4 separate regions of the Mus musculus genome follow, and regions 2, 3 and 4 are each linked to region 1. Evidence: chromatin contacts called from public Hi-C and HiCAR-type data. All regions are on one chromosome and are shown on one strand. The core of a region is the stretch at or near the end of the contact, and the rest is flanking DNA. Distances in the headings are between cores, read along the strand shown. Region 1 holds the start of Chchd3 (coiled-coil-helix-coiled-coil-helix domain containing 3). Region 2 overlaps Chchd3 (coiled-coil-helix-coiled-coil-helix domain containing 3). Region 3 overlaps Exoc4 (exocyst complex component 4). Region 4 overlaps Chchd3 (coiled-coil-helix-coiled-coil-helix domain containing 3).

Region 1 (4,606 bases), core at 649-3,148:
AGCCCTGGCTGTCCTGGCACTCACTTTGTAGACCAGGCTGGCCTCGAACTCAGAAATTCGCCTGCCTCTGCCTCCCGAGTGCTGGGATTAAAGGCGTGCACCACCACGCCCGGCGATACATTAAATTTTTTAAAAAGAAGATCTACTTAGTGTTGCTTGAAACACACTAGGAGTTGGGAAGTATTCTGGGTCCTTTGCTGAGGAGAGCACCGGATGCTTTTGGTGCTCTGATGGAAGGCATCCATTGCCTTCTCAGCCTTGGTCTTCATCCTCATTAACAAGTGTTATTTGTATCTCCTCACTCTCCGTATGGAAGCCTCTAATTTTGTAAATATAGACCGAGCAACTGCTTTATGAAACACCCTTCAATACACGCCGTCTATGGGGTAGGAAGTGAGGTGATTGTGTTTATGGATGGGGAGGACCCGATGTAAGGAACGGCAATCCCTGTGTATCTGGGTTCTCAAGAGAAGCAAGCTCAACTGTGATGTAATGGGAGGACGCAGACAGGGGCAGGCAGTTTCAGAACTGCAGGAGAATATCATGTGATTTAGAGCACATGTGTTGAAAAGAACGACACAATGAGATGAAGGGCACTGCTGCTATATGCTGGGATATAGCAGCGGGAGGGACATAGTGTCTTGCGCTACAGATTCTGACATGCTGACAAATAACTGAAGCTCAAAAATATTTCTTCAACATTGTGGATCCCTTTGGCCTAGGAGGATGCCATGGTATGCTGTATTCTCTGTCTTTTAATGTTGAGAAGGGCAAATTGAAAAAGGTATTTTTGTTCAGCTAGTTCTGTCCCCTCCCCTCCCATCCCCCTTCTGCCCCACTCTTCTTCTTCCCTCTTGTTTTTTCTCCTCCTTCACATAGCTCAGGCCTGGGGCATTGCATAGACAACTGAGCTACATCAGTAGTCCCATCCATCTAATTTCTAAATGAAAGGGTATTTCTCTGGCTCCATAAATCTAAGATCATACTGTACTTTTAGCAACAGTGTTTGACAGCAAACAAACAAACAAACAAACAAAAAAGCAAAACAAAAAAACCCTAAAATCAACCAAATAACCAAATAACAACAAAACTGAAACTGTGTGTGTGGTTATCCTAACATTTTTAGACTTCTTGGAGGTAAAGTACCAAGCTAGAAACTTTCCAAAACAGATCATCTCTACTTTGTCTAACGCTGCTATAACTCCTCCATGAACGGACCATTTTCCTCTGTCTAATCATCCTGTGATCTAACTTATGTAAGTGAATAAGAGACACAAACACGAGAAGCAGTGTTCTGTCTGTATCTTTGTGTAAATAATTTTTCCTGTGCATTTTTGCATGTAGATTTGAAAGCCCTACATTAAAAGTTGCATTTCATACAGACTGACAAATACCAAAGTCATAAGATAGGAACATAGGCATATGTAGTCTCGGCCCCTTTAAAAGACTAAGTGGCAAAATGCTAAGTTTAGTTGTTACAGGTTTGTGAATTGGAATATACAAGTTGTTTGTTTAGGGGAGTGCATCTTCCATATCTAGCTTTGAGAGCCTGTATTTACCTAACTTACCTAAGGTTCTAGAGTCAACTGCAAAACAAGCTGGTTGGGTGAACCAACTTTTTTGAAAGTAGACCAGAAGGAGGCCTTCAGGGCTGTCAAGACTACAACTCCCAGAATGCTCGGTTCACTTTACAGTTTAGGGAGTGAGACCTGTCACAGCACCTATCGCTCCGGATCGAGACTACAATTCCCATTATTCTCAGAGGCTCCGGAAGCCCTATTAAGCACCACCTGTTGCCATAGCATCCGGGTCCAATCCAGCCAATCCTAGTGCACCTTCTGATAAGAGGCGGGCAGTTTGCTTCTCGGGCTAACCCGAAGCGGCCTACTTCTGGCACGTGACCGGAGGAGGCGGGCTTTTGGGACCGGCGCCTTCTCCTTGCTTCTTTTTTGGGGTCGTGGCCTTGCTCCTGCCCTGCAAGAGAAGCGTCCAGGGCTTTCACGCGCAAGTGTGCGCGTGGGTCCTGACGTGCTCGTAGGTCCACGCTCCAGACTCTGCGGGGACAGAAGCAGGAGCCATGGGCGGGACCGCTAGCACCCGCCGGGTCACCTTCGAGGCGGACGAGAACGAGAACATCACCGTGGTGAAGGGCATCCGGGTGAGTGCCGTGGGCGGGCGGAGGGCAGCCTTTGACCTCGGATCCCAACGCTGAAATGTGCCTGGGACAGCTGCACCTGCTTTCTCCGCTCTCGGCCCGCCCTGCTGTCCCGCTAGAAGTCTGGGTCTCTGGGAAGAAGCTCGTAGTTTCAAGACTCCGAACCTCCATTCAGAGAAAGTTCTTGGTTGTGTGCCAGGAGCCATGCACTGTGCCGGGGTGGTGGTGCCGGGTCACCACGGTCGTCCTTGCTCACTAGTTGCAGGACTTTATTAAAACTCTTGCTTCACTGTGCTGGTCCGTGTGCCTCCTGTACAGGACCCAAGCCCTTCTTTTCCACGCACAGTTCTTTCTCAGAGTGAATTGGTGTTTTAAGGATTACTCTTCTTTGCCTCTGTTATTCCCTGCCCCTCTTCTGGTATTACCATTCAAGTCATTCCTGACCCTGCTGCTAATTTCTGGCTTCTGGCTCTTTCCCTTCCACCTGATAATTTCGTTTTCCCAGGCGCCTCCCCTGTGGTTTGTTGGCCCAAGTTATGAACCTGACCCAGTTGGACTATACAGGCCTATAACTGCCAGCCTGCTAGGGGCGGAGGTCGGTTTGCAGGCCTTCAAGGTTGTAGAACTGAGACAACTTCTAAGGGATCGTTATAGAGACTTATTAAATGCCCTCTGCATGTACTTGATACATGAACTGAAAACTTGAATTTCCTCTAGGGCGTTAGTATACACACTAACAACTTTAATATTCTCCTTTGCCTCGACTTTGGAGCTTCATGCTTTGGGAAGTACACTTACTTGTATCTAGTAAATAGAGCACTATGACTTCAGAAGGTTTTAGAGTACTTTATATTTTCTGTCTACTGCTTTTACACAACTACTCTTAATTAACTATGTAAGAGTTACAAGGAAATAAAAACTTAAAAACATTTCAACTGCTTGAAAACTTTTTCCTTTGAAATTTGTTACTTTGAAAAGAACTTATTAAAGTTTTATTGATTAGAAACCCCAGACTGTTGAACTGAGTTTTTGAGTCTGTGACCAGCAATTCTCACTCTACTAGTGATAGAGCCCTTTGCCTGCTGTGGTTTAGTTGGTAGTTTTTGTAGTAAGATAAGAATTACTGCATACTTGAGTTTTGTACAGAGGTGGAGGGAAAAAAAAAAACCAAAAAAGAAAGGAAAAGAAAGTCGATAAAAGGCTTAGAATGTTGAAAACTTAAAAAAAAAAAAAAAAAAAGGAAAGTAAATTTCAGATGAAAAAACTGTTTAGAACAATGCATTAAGTCTTTCTCCTCATGTTTCATCACAGACAGGCCAGTGACACAAACTGTATGAGTTTGGGCACAGCATAGAGATTTAGATACAATATCAGATAGGGTAGAGTGATAGGCAGGGCAACAGGGATATGTATTCCATTCAAGTGATAAGATTGTTTTAAAGAGCTTCTGTAAACTTTAAAAACAAAACAAAACAAGAAAAACCCAACTATGTCTTTCAGCCATACAACTTGACATAAATTTCCTTTTTCAGATACATTTTATTTCTGTTGTTACAGTCCTGGCCCAGGCAGGCTTATTTTGATTTGTACGCAGCTCTTCTTCAAACACCCTTGGCAAGGTTCTCCTCTGCTTCTGGTCTTTTCAAGGATTGCCTGTAATCTTCTCCAGCGTTCTCTCCTTCAGTTTTCTTGTTCTTCAGACTGGTAGAGCTGCGTACATCTCTCGGATCTCTATTGTTTTCTAGCTCACAAGTCTCGTGGGCTTCTTGACACGGTCAGATTGTTATTTTTTTATTTTTTATTTTTTGTTTTTGTTTTTGTTTTTGAACAAAATATAGCTTTTTTGCAGCTTTTCTCAAAACTGGTATGTTGTTGAATTGGGAGGACTTGGAGCCATTTTGGGTTCCTTGAGGTCATGGACAGGAGAAAGCCAACTTGGAATTAAGCTGACATTTTTAATTAGCCTGTGGCTCTGGACAAGTCGCTTCTCTGATGCACACCCTTATTCCTAAAGTGGAATGTTATCACTTTCTTTGGTTAGGATTAGAGGATAAGGTATGTAAACACCTGTTGATTATCATCATTATTATTAATTATTATTTGAGGTGCTGGGAATTAAACTTAGGCCCTCCCATGTGCTAGACAAGCACTGTACCACTGATCTATATATTTCCAAGCTGCTTTGTAGATTTATAAATAAGCGGTCATCATTATGGTAGGGTTCCTTTCACATTTAAAATTACAAAGTTCTTTGAAAGAGCATTGGAATCAAACAAATCTGGGTTCAGATCTTTGTAGGATTTAGTATAGCTTATGGCATGGACAAGTTATCTTTGATTGCATTTCCCTCTCTGGAGTTTCACTGTAACTGCATATTAATGTGTGTGTCTCCTGTGTGTGTGTGTGTGTGTGTGTGTGTGTGTGTGTGTGTGTGTGTGTACACATAGTCCG
Region 2 (4,606 bases), core at 858-3,357, 220 kb after region 1:
CTTCTTAGTCATAGGTTTCCTTCACAATGTGGAAGCAAAATTCTTGAGGTATATTGATTGTTGCTTTAAGTCCTGGGCAGCCAGAGTTCTGTCCAGAAAGACCTTACCAGAGCTTATATCCTGAAGTGTGTACCCTACTTTGTTTTCTAGAAGTCTGAGAATTGCAGTCTGACAATAGGTGTTTGATCCACTTGGAATTGATTTGGCATTTGGTGGGGGGAGGCTCTTTTTCGTTTCTCTCTGTGCATATATCCAGTTTTCCCTTTGTTAAAGATTCTGTCTTTTCTCTGATGTGTATTTTTGGCATCTGTCAAAATCCATATAGCTATGGTATGCACAAATATCTAGGTCTGCAATTCTACTTGATCGATGTGTCTGTTTTGTACCAGTACAATGACAGTCCTGCAGGATAACTTGATATCAGGAATAGTGCTACCTCCAACAGTTTTGTTGTTGTTGTTGTTGTTGTTGTTCAGAATTGTTTGGGCTTTCTGTGGTCTTTTGTACTTCTATATGGATTTTCAGGGTTGTTTTTTGTTTTTTGGAGTTTTTTTTTTTTTTCAATTTTTGTGATGTTACATTGTAATTTTGATGGGAATGACTTTGAATCTTTAGATTACTACGGAAAGTAAGATGGCCATTTTCATATTTACCCTACCAATCCATGTGCTTGGGATGTCTTTCCCTTTGCTGGTGTCTTCACAGCAAAGGGAAAGTTTTTTTCTACAGAGGTTTAGTTCCTGTTGTATAGGCTGTTCAATTCTTTGATCAGGTGTATTCAAAGGCATACCTAGGCTGGCTTGTTTCTTTGGGCTATTGTGAGTAGAATTGGCACTTTTATCTCTGTCCTGTCTTTGGTGTCTAGGAGGGCTACTGATTTGGGTGTGTTGATTTTTGTCACCTGCCAGTGTCTATCAATTCTAGAAGTTTCTTGATGGAGTCTTTGGGTGTCTTGTCACCTTCAAATAGGGACACTGACTTCTTCCTCTTAAGGGGGACTTGAAACCAGTCATTGTAAATAAAACATTCTTACTGTGAGCAGCACCAATACATTTTCATATAATGATCCAGGCAGCAGTTTTCCTTACTGAGGCCTGGCAGAATGCTTGAAAACTTGTAAAAGCTTGCATCTTGGCCCTTCTCTACATGTTGACAGAAAAGCACACATGCTTCCATGTTACAGGGCCGCCAAGCATCCCCACCATCCTCCACTTGCTCACATGGCTGCCTTGAGTTACTTTGTGTGTGTTCTTTTTCATTGGCCTGCAGTTAGACTCTCATTCTGTGTGAGTGTGTATCCCAGCACTGGTAATCAGCTGTGTCCCCTGGAAACTGATAGATGTGCTCATTAAGGCGAGATTTTGCTCTTGGCTCTGATTCACAAGTCACCTCAGCTAGTGTTTCTGGATGAAGCTGGCAAAGAATTCTGTGTGGTGATATATCTGGCTTTATTCTCTTTTAAGCACTGAAACTCCTTTTTTGCTGTGTTCACTGTGCTTTGTGGGGATCTTACAATCACAAAGAAGTCAGCTATTTGCTAATTACAGTATTTACACCAGAAAGGCTGGGGGCTGCTGTTGTGTTGGAATTTTTTTCCCTCATTTTGTTCTCTTGTGCTTCTGTAACTACACAAATGCTTATTTGTGAGGCAGATCTTGGCATCATGACTCTGAAGACCACCAGCCTGCTACCAGCATAGATCTGAGCAAAGCTGCTGGGTGAGAGAGGCACTCAGCAAGGTTCATGACTGGGAGTTTGAAGTTAGCCTACACCTGTTCTCTGCTTTCAGGATGAAAAATGAATTGCCAATTACTGTCGACATGTTCAGACACAACACTTCATATGGCAGAAGCCTGCTCAGCCTGCTATCTGCTGAGCCCCCAGCTAGAAACCCATCAGGTCTGGGAAGGGGGTGTGTTGGCAAGGAGAAGACGAAAAGGGATCGCTTTCTGATCCCATCCCGTGTCCCTTGTTTGTGCAGGCTATGGGCTAGAGGGCAGTGCCTCTCACCTTTGTTTCCCCAGCAGAGCTCTTGAGCAAGATGAAGTGGTCAAAGTGGGTGCCAGCATGTGGGCGGTGCAGTCTCCTTCCACTGCAAGCTGCACGCCCAGATGCTGCTGTTTTCTGCAGTGGCCCTTGCTGATTCACATTCATAACACCTCCATTCCAGCTCATTTGGTGCTGCTGTCATTCACAGCTCTTCTCTTTGTGGGGCGGGTGTTTCTACAACACAAAAGATGCTAAAGTGAAGGAGAATTTGAGTAGTGAGTCTTCAGTCTCTATCCTTCAGCAGTCCTGGTTAGTTGATAAAAAGCAGAAACCAAATATTCTGTTGCTACTTAGGTGAAGGTTTGAATTTGATGGTGGGGATTGCCACTTTGTGTTATTTTTGAAGCTATAAGTCTGATATACTGGATTTTTGCCAGAAGACCAATTTCATCTGTGGTGTATCTTGGGTGTTCTTGTCTGTTAGTAAATTCTGACACCTGACCCCATTGGCTCGCCCTCCCCTAGTAAAGAGCTCTATAATGTAGATCTCTTGTTTAAAGGTATTCATAAGGCAGCTTTTCTTGGGGGAAAGAATCCCACCAAGAGTCCCTTTGAGGTGCTAATTTATTTGCACTGGAAAGTTAAGTTCCAGTTTCCAACCCCCAGAGGTCTTAGATATTTGCTCAAGAACAATTTTGATTACTGTACCTCATTGCATGCCAAATGGTTTTATATATTAGAATATAAGAAGTGGCCTAAAAGTTTTAATATAAGCATGAAGCTGCTAGCAAAACACTAAAGGGGACGGGCTATCTGTGGAAGTGGCTGGCATAGACTGTTTCTTTTAACTTTGACATGTTCTGAAGCAAACAGGGAAAACTGCTTTCCATAAGGAACTCAAATGCTAGAAACAGTGGAGATCAAATGGCACAAGAGGGTATAAAGGAACACTGGCCTTAGACTTTGAAGGGGTTAAATTCTTACTTTCAAAGACAGAGTTGATAGGATATGTAAGTGCAACCAAAATTTCTACCTACTGGGGAGTGTTTTTATCTGTCACCTATTCTTGGCACCCCATGATTCACTGCATAAAAATCATGTAGTTTTGATTGCTTGTTGTTGCTAGAATTTTCTGTCACATGTGTTGGGCATATATGTATTGTATTTGTTATCATTCCAATCACCAACCCGCTTAATCCAAACCTTTACCCCAATATGCCATACATCTACAGCCATAGCCACAACCACAAAACCCACCAGAATCAGCATTTCTCTCTGTCTTGCACAGGATCATATGACTATGTTGCCACTCTTAATGCTGGAGCTTTGGTCCAATTAGTTTATTTAAAAGAGAACTTTTCTCAACTGAACATACAGATACAATTCTATTAATATAAAGTCATTGTAATTTATTACATCATTATAACTATTCCTATATTAATATCCAATCATAAAATCATATATTGTATCATATTTTCTAAGTTTAAGGTCTTGTGTGAATGAAAGAGGATATAGTTTGATTCAAAGTGTGGGAAATAATTTAACAAAGACTTGGTTCATGAGATGCTGTCTGGCAACATTGGACCTTTGGAAAAGAAGGGGCCTGTTGAAATGGAGTATATTAGCCTGTTTATGTGCCCAACTACCATCTTTCTGAATGATACCCTAAGAATTCATTAACCAAATTCTACATGCCACAAGGAAAATATGTTGGGAGCAAATTCATAGTACATATTCAGATCTGATTTTTCTGGACAACCAGTCTTTTATTTATTGTATAACTTTGAATACAACCAAATGTATTAAATGAGCTGACATTGTAGAATAATTTGTTATTTCCGTATGAAAAATACTAGATTTTTCTTTAAAAAAAAAAAAAAAGAAAACTTTTTAAATTGAGTACACTGTAAGAGGGAGCAGATGGGGCAGGTGGATTGCCTCCTGCAGGGTTAGTCAGTGTTCCATAGAGAGCAGGGGACTTTGGGGGTGAGAGGTATTCCTACATTCAGATGATGAAGTTTCTTTTTGTTTGGCTCTCTGGTATATAATTTGTACCTAGGAAAGAAGCAGTTAGCCCTGGTGTGCAGCTAGGATCATGGGGTGGGTGTTCGGCCGTTTGCAGTTTGATGCTGTTCCAGACTATTCTTATCTCCATCATGATTTTAAGGGCATTCTGGGGATTTGTATGGAAGCAGACTAACCAAAAATACGTCTCAGTAGCCTTCAAGATGGTGGGTAAACACAGTTGCTGCCAAGCCCCAGAACCTGAGCTAGATCCCCAGGTTCCACATAGTGGATGAAGAGCAAGGACTCATTCCTTGCAAGCTGTCCTCTGACCACCACTCGAGCACCATGGCACTGTAGATGAGTATACATAAGCCATGAGTTCACACCAGTAGACAACTGAAGGCTACAGAGACAGCTCAGATGTTGATAGCATCTGTTGCTCTTGCAGAACTCAGGCTGTTCCCAGTACCCATAGTGGATTATAACCATTAATAACTTTAGTACCAAGGCACACACTTGCAGGCAAACAGAACTCACAGCCCAATCTGAAAAGACAGTTCAAACTCATCACTTGCACAGAGTGAGCAGAGACTAGGTCCATCCTGGAAAA
Region 3 (4,606 bases), core at 959-3,458, 200 kb before region 1:
CTAGGCTGGGCTCCTTAGTCCACCGAATTTACTACCCAGAGGACTTCAGCTACTGAATCTTATTTTGTTCATCTATAAAATGAAAAGAAGATACATTCCTTATAGGATGGAGGTGTTAAGCACAATCAAACAAAGCCTCAAACACCACTATCAGTCAACAAACGTTGTCCGTAGTTATTAGCGATCATTGCTACAAGAACGGTTTCGCTTTGGAGGGGTATTTATCTTTGTTTGTGTTTGTTGGTTGGTTGGTTTTGAGGAAGTTGTTTGTGGTTTTCATTTTCTAAGACAGTGGCTTGCTATGGAGCTCAGGCTGGCCTACCAATCACTGTACAGACCAAGCTGACCACTACTATCCTCCTGCCTCTACCTCCCAAGTGTTGGCGTTACAGACAAGCACCACCACACTGGGCACTACAATGCAGTTTTAGTTTAAAAAAAAAAATCTTCGTTCTGGTGGACAGTCCATGCTGATGAGCAAGATTTCACATCTCTACTTATAAAATGTTAATACTAAGCCCAGAAATGTATAGATGCCCCATGTCCAGCACATGGGGAAGAAAGTAAACAGAACACAAACAGAAGCAATGCAATGGCCACTTGGTGAGCACGTCTGTGATTATCCCTAAGACAGTACGATGAGCTGGACAGAATCTGACCCTTTTTCTGAGACACATCGCAGAGCTCAGAGAAGGGAATAAGGTGCACATAGCACACACGCATGCAGCCTGCCCTCCGTCTACCATACATGTGAGCTGCTGTAGTCCCTGCCTCACCTCCTGAGCCGAGAACTTCACTCTAAGTGTATGACAGCTCGCCTGTAAGAAAGCAGGGATTAGCTAAAGAAGAAAAGATGCACATGGGCCCTACTACAGTTTTTTCTCTCTGTTTTTTGTTGTTGTTGTTGTTGTTGTTGTTGTTGTTGTTGTTGTTCTTATTCTTGTTTTCCTTTTTAAGAAACACTGTTGGACCTGACAAAATGGTTAAGAAGAACAACAAAAAGACAGAAGCAAGGAACATGATATAAAGTTGACACTCCAAGATGCATTCAAATTACACAGCCACTCTTTAGCTTTTGCTCTGCCCTATTTCATGTAAACTGTGATTACAATTTACAAAGTGCTGCTGAGTGAACACTGGAACAGGAAACGCTAAACTAGACTGCAACGAAGCTGGATGCAGAGACATTTCTGGATCACTAGCAATTTTTCACGACGACACCTCTGGTATTTTACATGATGAATTATATCTCTAACCATGACTAATTAATCCCCAGGAAGGAATGTGTTCACCTAACAGGCTAAAGGGTCCACCAAATGCTTCTAGCAGGAACAAGGATGGGAGATGGTTCCAGCAGACTCACAAGCCACCAGCTCCCAGTGACTCCCAGACAAAAATTAAAACATGGCATAAAGATCTGGAGACTAAAAGTGGAATTGGTCAGTTTCTTTTCACGTCTTTCTTTTTTCCCTTTTAGAACACCAGCTTCATTCAGTCTTTCAGTTAGCCAGTTAAATGTTGTGACAGGAAAACACACACTCACCATCAGCCATTCCTTCTTGGAGCAATTTTGCTCTCTTTGGATTTAATAGAGTAATGGAGTCCAGACAGAAGCAAGCACATGAAAGTCAATGCCATGTTTTAAAAGATCAAAGGGAACACACACAGAAGGGAAAGTGCACCTATGAAGATCAGGTTACTCACCAGGACAACCCGTCACTTACCAGAGCAAGGACTTCCAGCCAGAGACAGAGAAAAAGAAATCAGCCAAACCCAGACCACCGCCAGGAATACAGCAAACATGTCCCACCTTTTGGGGCCCTCAGCACACATCACACCGAGGCATCTGAGGTTTGCAGAAGGAGCAGTAGACAGCACTTGCCTAGCATGTGCAAGGGTCCTGGGTTCAGTACACAACACTGCATTTTTAAAAAGCCACTTTTTCTTTCCCCATTCCATTTACCTGTGCAAAATTTGAACATATTTAGCTAAGTACAGTGACACAAAACTTTAATCCCAACAGAGGAATTAAAGGCAAAGGCGTGTGGCTCTTTGTGTGGGAGTTCAACAGCAGACTAGACTACAGAGAGAGACTTGTCAAAAAAAAAGAAGAAAAAAGAGGAACATAAAGTTTGTAAACTGGGCTAGGTATGGTAATCTCATCACTTAAGAAGGTAGAGGCAGGAAGATCAAGAGTTGAAGCCAGCCTTTGCTACAAAGTGAATCTGTGGTCAACCTAGGCTATATGAAACTGTCTCAAAAACAAAACAAGTCAAAATCAAACAGTTGTTCTTAAAAGTAAAACCACAGACTCAAATAGGGCTTTGCAGTGGGGCAAGGAAGCATCACCCTATAATCCCAGACACTTAGAGGATAAAACAAGAAGATCATGATTTTGGGGTCAGCCTGGGCTACACAGTGATGCTCTGGCTTAGGAAAAGAAATTCTTAGCAAACAGTGACAAATAGAATTCTGAAACCCTGGTGAGTTCCTCAACCTCTCCTTGGATGTTTTTCCTCATAAAACAGGCAAGAGAACAGAACTCCTGCCTCTCCAGGATGTTTTAAGGACTGAAGAAGCGTGGAGAGAAAGGTGGGGTGCTTACTCACATTACAGAAGCAAAAGAAATCAGCTGTGACTCCTGACACTGTCAGCCCGAAGCCCCTCAAACCTCCCCATCCCAGTTCCTGGGAGTCTGTTATGAACTCGGAGCAGATCTTTTCTCTGTATTCTCACAGTGCCTGGCACATTAAATGTTTAGTAAAAGCTACATAATGAGCAACAGCAAGATGCAGAGTGTAAAAGGTCAGGCAGGACAGCTCCCTGACTGAGACAACTGCCGTGGAATGGCCTCGCTGGAAGCCATACATGCTGATAAATCCCTGGGAAGGAAAGCAACAGTTACAGGTATGGTGGCCCCATCAATTCACTGATCCTTTCAACAGGGTTTACTAAGCAGGTCACCTACCAGGCAGACTAAATGGCTAGACATACAGCAGTAACTAACCAGCCCTCCCTCAGGAAGCTAACATGTCAGCTTGGAGATGCAAGCCATAGAGTGGGTGGGTAAGCAAGTGCGTCGGGCAGAAGCTGTAGTACAGCAGAGATAAAAATGCCCCCCACAGAGAAACCCTGTCTCAAAAAAAAAAAATGCCCCCCACACTGGCACCAGCAAGGGCACAAAAAGGTACTTCGTGAATAGAACATCCTCTGTGGGAAAGCTGTTCTAGGGAGGGAAGGTGCCAGGCCATGAAGGAGAACAAATTCTAACTGCCATGGGGAGGAACCGACATGCGATCATAGTGGGTACCAACTGCCAGTGTGGAAGTGACAGGAGACGAGATCAGGAATCAGACCAGACACAGCTCTGTCAGCCTCGCTCTGGGTGGTCACTGAAGCCACTACCTCAGGGTGGTGATAACTTATCAGCCAGTAACCACATTTATAATAGTTTCATTGTAGGTTTTTGTTGGTGGTGGTGTTGTTTGTTTGTTTTTTGTTTTTGTTTTTGTTTTTTCTTTGGTTTTTCAAGACAGGGTTTCTCTGTGTAGCCCTGGCTGTCCTGGAACTCACTCTGTAGACCAGGCTGGCCTCGAACTCAAAAATCCACCTGCCTCTGCCTCCCAAGTGCTGAGATTAAAGGCGTGCGAAACCACGCCCAGCTTCATTTTAATTATATCTCATCTCTTTCAAAACAAAAAGAATCAAAGATGTTCTAAGACTATAGTAAAATATACAGCTCATCATTATATAAATGTAAAATACGAGTAGGTCACACGGCCACACAGAGTTCATAGTAAATGAGTTCCTAATCTAAATTTGAGCTTCCAAGCAGCCAAGGCAAAAAGTTCTAATTCTCACTTTCTAAAGACTCATTATGCAAGCTCATTTTTCATTTTACAATATAATAAACACAGCCTCAACAGTCTCCTTAAAATAAGGTAACAGATTTTATATTAATATCTCTTCAGGAGCACAATTAAAAACTAAATTCAGGCTTCCATATTCTGAAAGGCAATGGATATAATCCGAGTATACAGCTTTCTGATGACTTATCTTTTCCATTCTAATCTAGGGATAAAATTTAAAAAACATATAGAACTAAGTAAGTCAGGCCATGTTCTCTTAGTTTTCTCCTCTCAGCAAATCTTTTGACAGCTCCAGCCACTGGCTAGCAGGTCTCTGCAGAGCACACAGCACGCATGTCGGTATTAAGTGTTAATGTAATACTCCAACATTACAAGTCAGCGTGACAGGCCGTGCTGACTGCAGCGGCAATCACTCCTGCCTGAGCTTCCAGGTTACCTGTCTGCAGGTGACAGACTCTTATTCTGGAAGCTTTGAGCATTTGAACAAGGTGAGAAAGGGGCCTAGCTTAGTTATAAACTGATCTGTGTGCCCCACAAAAAGGCTTGTTTTTTCTTTTTATGATAACATCTTAGTACTCTACTTGACTGTGTTTAGAGACAGAAAAGAGAGGCGGTGATAAAGTCCAGCAAGTCAGGGAAACCTCACGGCTAGGAATGCTGTTCTCATGAGAAAAGCAAGAGACAGGAAGGAATCCTGTGCACACAACCAGAAGAAAGGCTCTCAGGGGGACAGAGCA
Region 4 (4,606 bases), core at 1,191-3,690, 130 kb after region 1:
ACCAGAGTATGCATTGGGACACAGTTTTTATGAGACCTTATATGAAGTTAAGAGTTTGAAGTGCAGACGGAATATTTCTTATTTGAAAAGCTGGGGACTAGGACTGCTTCAGATGTTAAGAATTTTGGATTTTGGAATATTTTTGTAGATTAAAAAAAAAAACTGGCTGAGTGTTTCTTATCTGAAAATCTCAAGTGCTCCCCACAAATCCTAAAATGTCTTTTCAGGTTTTCGTACTAGTGATGCATAACTCAAGTTGGTCTGGAGAAGCGATTCTCAAGCTGGACTTCCAAAAGCAAAGCAAAACAAAGCAACAATAACAAAAAAAGAGATGGGTACTGTTTGGGTTTGGGTGTGGAAAGGTCCATGTGTTATGTCAGAAGATGGCCCTGGAGGAGGAGTTCCGGTTACTTGGCCTGTGCTCATCGTGAGACTGGGAGCCCTGCTCTCTTCCTCTTCCCATTCCTTCCTGGCTCTGTCTCCACTGCACTAGCCTCAGTTTGGTGCCTCATTAGAGGTCCAAACCATGAGACCACTTGGTCTATGACTGGAAGCTCCAAATCTACGACCCAAAATAGAAGCATTTTCTCTTAAGGTAATTGACCATGGTGTTTCACTGTGCTGCTAGAAAGCTATAGAGTCACAGTACCTCACTCCCTGCCAAGTGACATTGGGCGGATCTTTAATCTGCCAGTAGAGATCATCAGGTGCCAGTGTTACTCTCTATGCCTGAGGAGTCCACACAGGGGCAGCTGTCCTGCCCTGCCCACTAGGCAGCTCCCTTCTCTACCAGAGAACAGCCACAAAAGTCTAAACTAGCTCTCCTCCAGCATCCATCATTCTGGAATGCTGCTTGTGCAGGCCATTCCTGTATGCCTGCCCCCAGGGTCTGCTACAATCCCCTTTTCTTTTTCTTTTTCTTTTTCTTTTTCTTTTTCTTTTTCTTTTTCTTTTTCTTTTTCTCTTTCTTTTTCTTTTCCTTCTTTTTTCTTTTTCTCTTTCTTTATCTTTCCCTTTCTTTTTCTTTTTTCTTTTTCTTTCTTTTTCCTTTTTTTCTCTTTCTTCTTCTTTCTCTTTTCCTTCCTTCCTTCCTTCCTTCCTTCCTTCCTTCCTTCCTTCCTTCCTTCCTTTCCTCTCCTCCTTTCCCTCCCTCCCTCCCTCCCTCCCTCCCTCCCTCCCTCCCTCCCTCCCTCTCTCTCTCTCTCCCTTTCTTTCTTTCTTTCTTTCTTTCTTTCTTTCTTTCTTTCTTTCTTTCTTTCTTTCTTTCTTTCTTTCTTTCTTTCAGTGTAGACCTTTGGGGCCTGCTTTCCTGGCCACCTCCCTCACCTTTGCTGTCGCCCCATGAGTAATGACCTTCTCTGATATAAATGGCACAGGCATGGGGTTTTATGCATCCTTTGGACCCAGTTGTGGATGAGGGCTCTTAAAGGAAATCTTTGTCTTTAGGTGTCACTCACAGCCAGTGAGATCAGCATCTCTGCAAGCTTGTTCCGTCCTAAGCTGTAGCGTTTTCTACAGCTTCACTGGCTGTTCCTTCAAGCAGCTGAGATTGGGATCCTGTGTTCTCTTCAAATCTGAGCATACCCTGTAGACATTGTAGGGGATTCTCATGCTCAAGTCTGTGAGACACCATGATTGCATTTGAAAATCCACACTTCTTGTTCGTGTGTGCGTGGCACAGCGGGTACACTGTGAGAAACTTCTGATAACACTGGGGCAGGACTGACTGCCGCCGAAGAGTTACTAGAGTTAAGTCAGAGTTCTCCTTCCTGAGATAGGGTCAGCTACCAGGAGAGTTTGTTGCCATAGAGGTAGCTCAGTTGGTAACTGAGTATAGTATCATTCTTTTTATGTTTGAAAATTTACAGCTTAAGTTTTTTAGATATATTTGCTTATTACTTTTATATAACTTAGACCAGAGTCTTTTGTAGGACTGGTCAGAGCTAGGTTTTGAATGTGCATCAGAAAGGGATCCCTCCAGTCCAGAACTTCTTTATTACCCTTGCTTTGGCCTTTCAGCTAGCACACTGCTGTAGGGATCAGCCAGAGCCCTCAAAGGTGGCTGAGCTAAATGGAGTTAAGGGGAGGTATTCAGCAGATAGCAATAGTGGTTATAGATGAAGGGACTATAGCGCAAAGGAAGCTGTTTAAGGCCTTGGAGTTTATGAAGTCTGATAAGCCAGGACTATGAGTCATGATCTGGAAGAAGAGCTCAGGTGGGAAGAATTGAAAGGAGGTACCCAAAATTTTGTAGGATGTGGAAATGAGAAAACTTAGCAGAAGGCTTATGTGCAAATAATGAGGCTGGTTTGAAATACGGGGCTTGTGGCCCTTTGATATGTGTCTGCCTTTGACGTTAAGGCCCTGTGTGAGCTGGCTTAGCTTGTGAATCCTGACCGAAAAGAACAGTCAGAGGCTGTAGCCGCAGAGCTGCTGTGTAATAGCGACAGCTCCTGGAGTTACTCAGGCCAGTGAGCAGAGCCGTCCAGGGCGGGGATGGCCGCCTCTCTTTGGCTTTGTCTTAGTGACTGCTTGTCTTTGACAGGGAACAATAAAATGGGCTGTTTGATTGCGGACTGACTGGCTTCTTTTCCGTGTCCCTCCCGCAATCCTCCTTTTTCATGTTGCATTATCCAAGGTGCTCTTCTCCTCTCCTTTCTGACCCTGAGTTCCATGTTCACAGCCCCTCTCACCCAGGCTGTGCTCTAATTGGCCAAGCTGTAACCTGGTAGCAGCACTTCTGTATTGCCTTTTCCTAATTGGTGTCAGGGGCTGCTAGCAGAGCACAGCCATGTTGGATTGATTGATAGACTTGCTTGCTGTCATTGCCAGGCTTCTGCTTGACCAAAAATTCTGTGTATAGCTTTTGAAAGTAAAAATTAATATGTTAAACCTATCCCATAGTGTACTTAGTGCATCTGAAATAAAATCAGCTATTAACCATTAAGGAGTACTTTTGATGTTACCTGACTTCCCCTGGGCTTGCAGCTGGCAACTCCAAATTTTGTTCTATTTCTAATTCACAGCTGGTTGTTTTCTTGCTTTGCTGATGCAGAGTAAAGCTGCATTATGTTTCACACTGCCTGCTGCACAGTGGGTTTCTTCTTTTCAGAAGTAACACAAGCATAGTGTTTGGGGTGTGTGTAGGGTAGGGGAATATAGAAGCATTGAAAATACTCCTTCAGAACTTGAAATTTCCAAGCTCATGCCACTCGTGTAGACACCATTAGGGTAAAGGTGACTCCTAAGAAGAAATGATAGAGCTCCTCGTTCAGAAGCTGTTTCATGTCATTGGCATTTATTTTGAAGGTATAACAGCATTTAGGCATATGAGTGTAATTTATGATTAGTTTACACAAATTACTCACTGCCTGGAAGCTACAGAAGGCTACAAAAGAGTACATTTTAAAATCTCATTTTAATACTTTGATTAGCACTGTGGATAGCCAGTAAAATGAAACAGCACAGTGACCTTACAGCAACTAGATATTACCAATGACTAAACCTATTTGGTACCTTTGTCTTTCTGAGTTTATGCAGCAAAGTCCTTAGTTATTTATAAAGCCACGTTTCTGTTACAGCAAGATAAGCTGATCAATCTTTACCAATAACCATCTTGCAAAGTATTCTCATAAAAGTACTATCTTGTTTGTGTTTGTATTGTGGGAACTTTTAAAAGAATTTTCATTTGGTGCTTTGAAAAGTCCAAAGTCAGTTATTATTTTTACATTTTATTGATGAGGGGGACTGGAATCTAAAAGTTTTAATCTTTGAAAATCATGGCTGCCACATATGTGACCTAGTTATGTCTTGAACAAGTCCTTGGGACTCTATGTCTAGATTATGGTAGTGACTCACTGTCTTAGGGTTTCTATTCCTGCACAAACATCATGACCAAGAAGCAAGTTGGGGAGGAAAGAGTTTATTCAGCTTACACTTTCCACATTGCTTTTGATCACCAAAGGAAGTCAGGACTGGGACTCAAGCAGGTCAGGAAGCAGGAGCTAATGCAGAGGCCATGGAGGGATGTTCTTTACTGGCTTGCTTGCTCTGGCTTGCTCAGCCTGCTCTCTTATAGAACCCAAGACTGCCAGCCCAGAGATGGCACCACCCACAAGGGGCCTCTTGATCACTAATTGAGAAAATGCCTTACAGTTGTATCTCATGGAGGCATTTCCTCAACTGAAGCTCCTTTCTCTGTGATAACTCCAGCTGTGTCAAGTTGACACAAAACTAGCCAGTACACTCACCAAGATGATTTTATCACAATGTTTTACGTCTCAAGTGGCCTTCCATGGGCTCATGTTTGACTGTTCAGTCAAATTTGGTGCAGTTTTGAAGGTCATGGTGCTTTTAGGCTGCTGGGTCTGCCTGATAGAAGTAGGATTTGCATTCCATTCCCTCTTCCTCACTCTCTGTTTTCTGCCCCATTGCTATGGTAATACTCACCTAATTCCTGCTGCCACACAGAACCGCTCTACCCTATCTGCCATTCCACAGTAGACCAGACAGCTCTGAAGCTGTGGGCTAAAAGTCAATCCTTACTTGGTCACAGCGGCAGGGAAGTGCCTGGTATACCTGCCCTGTGCAGTAGGCAGCATGTTCT

Evidence for each region. Hi-C and Micro-C count contacts between places; a contact is called where the count stands out from the background. HiCAR-type assays count read pairs that join an accessible place to other places.
Region 2: a HiCAR-type map of embryonic stem cells shows a contact between it and region 1, with 3 times the contacts expected there. The contact joins the enhancer-like site here to the promoter of Chchd3 in region 1. A contact is called at or near these places in 3 of 39 promoter capture datasets (the C10 cell line, liver and stem cell-derived epiblast-like cells), 2 of 115 datasets of contacts at active chromatin or transcription factors (bone marrow-derived macrophages and embryonic stem cells) and 1 of 9 other capture datasets (pancreatic islet).
Region 3: a Hi-C map of regulatory T cells shows a contact between it and region 1, with 2.4 times the contacts expected there. The contact joins the enhancer-like site here to the promoter of Chchd3 in region 1. A contact is called at or near these places in 4 of 39 promoter capture datasets (cranial neural crest, maxillary cranial neural crest, neutrophils and 1 more), 24 of 484 Hi-C or Micro-C datasets (CD4 T cells, CD8 T cells, LSK cells and 16 more), 3 of 115 datasets of contacts at active chromatin or transcription factors (the 230-238 cell line, bone marrow-derived dendritic cells and effector CD8 T cells) and 3 of 9 other capture datasets (adipose tissue, liver and pancreatic islet).
Region 4: a contact with region 1 is called in a Hi-C map of brain, with 5 times the contacts expected there. The contact joins the enhancer-like site here to the promoter of Chchd3 in region 1. A contact is called at or near these places in 1 of 39 promoter capture datasets (the 3T3-L1 cell line), 1 of 15 datasets of contacts at CTCF or cohesin (the NIH/3T3 cell line), 4 of 484 Hi-C or Micro-C datasets (brain, cerebral cortex and nephron progenitors), 2 of 115 datasets of contacts at active chromatin or transcription factors (the SCID.adh cell line and bone marrow-derived macrophages) and 3 of 9 other capture datasets (adipose tissue, liver and pancreatic islet).

The regions. Positions count from the first base shown.
Region 1 is chr6:33,057,552-33,062,157 of GRCm38.p6, reverse strand. It overlaps Chchd3 (coiled-coil-helix-coiled-coil-helix domain containing 3), which reads left to right and starts at 1,898. Exons shown (of 8, transcript NM_025336.2): 1 at 1,898-2,158. The coding sequence starts at 2,078.
Region 2 is chr6:32,834,857-32,839,462 of GRCm38.p6, reverse strand. The region is part of intron 6 of Chchd3 (coiled-coil-helix-coiled-coil-helix domain containing 3); the gene reads left to right. Among named protein-coding and RNA genes, the nearest start is that of Gm32007, 180 kb to the right of the region's middle. Within about 2 kb of position 2,107, at least 26 of the 459 cell types and tissues checked have an H3K27ac peak or open chromatin away from gene starts, as enhancers often do. A contact at or near this core is called in embryonic stem cells, where this site is marked.
Region 3 is chr6:33,258,878-33,263,483 of GRCm38.p6, reverse strand. The region is part of intron 1 of Exoc4 (exocyst complex component 4); the gene reads right to left. Among named protein-coding and RNA genes, the nearest start is that of Exoc4, 12 kb to the right of the region's middle. Within about 2 kb of position 2,208, at least 12 of the 459 cell types and tissues checked have an H3K27ac peak or open chromatin away from gene starts, as enhancers often do. A contact at or near this core is called in CD8 T cells, effector CD8 T cells and regulatory T cells, where this site is marked.
Region 4 is chr6:32,929,410-32,934,015 of GRCm38.p6, reverse strand. All of the region lies in intron 4 of Chchd3 (coiled-coil-helix-coiled-coil-helix domain containing 3), which reads left to right. Among named protein-coding and RNA genes, the nearest start is that of Chchd3, 130 kb to the left of the region's middle. Within about 2 kb of position 2,440, at least 17 of the 459 cell types and tissues checked have an H3K27ac peak or open chromatin away from gene starts, as enhancers often do. A contact at or near this core is called in brain, where this site is marked.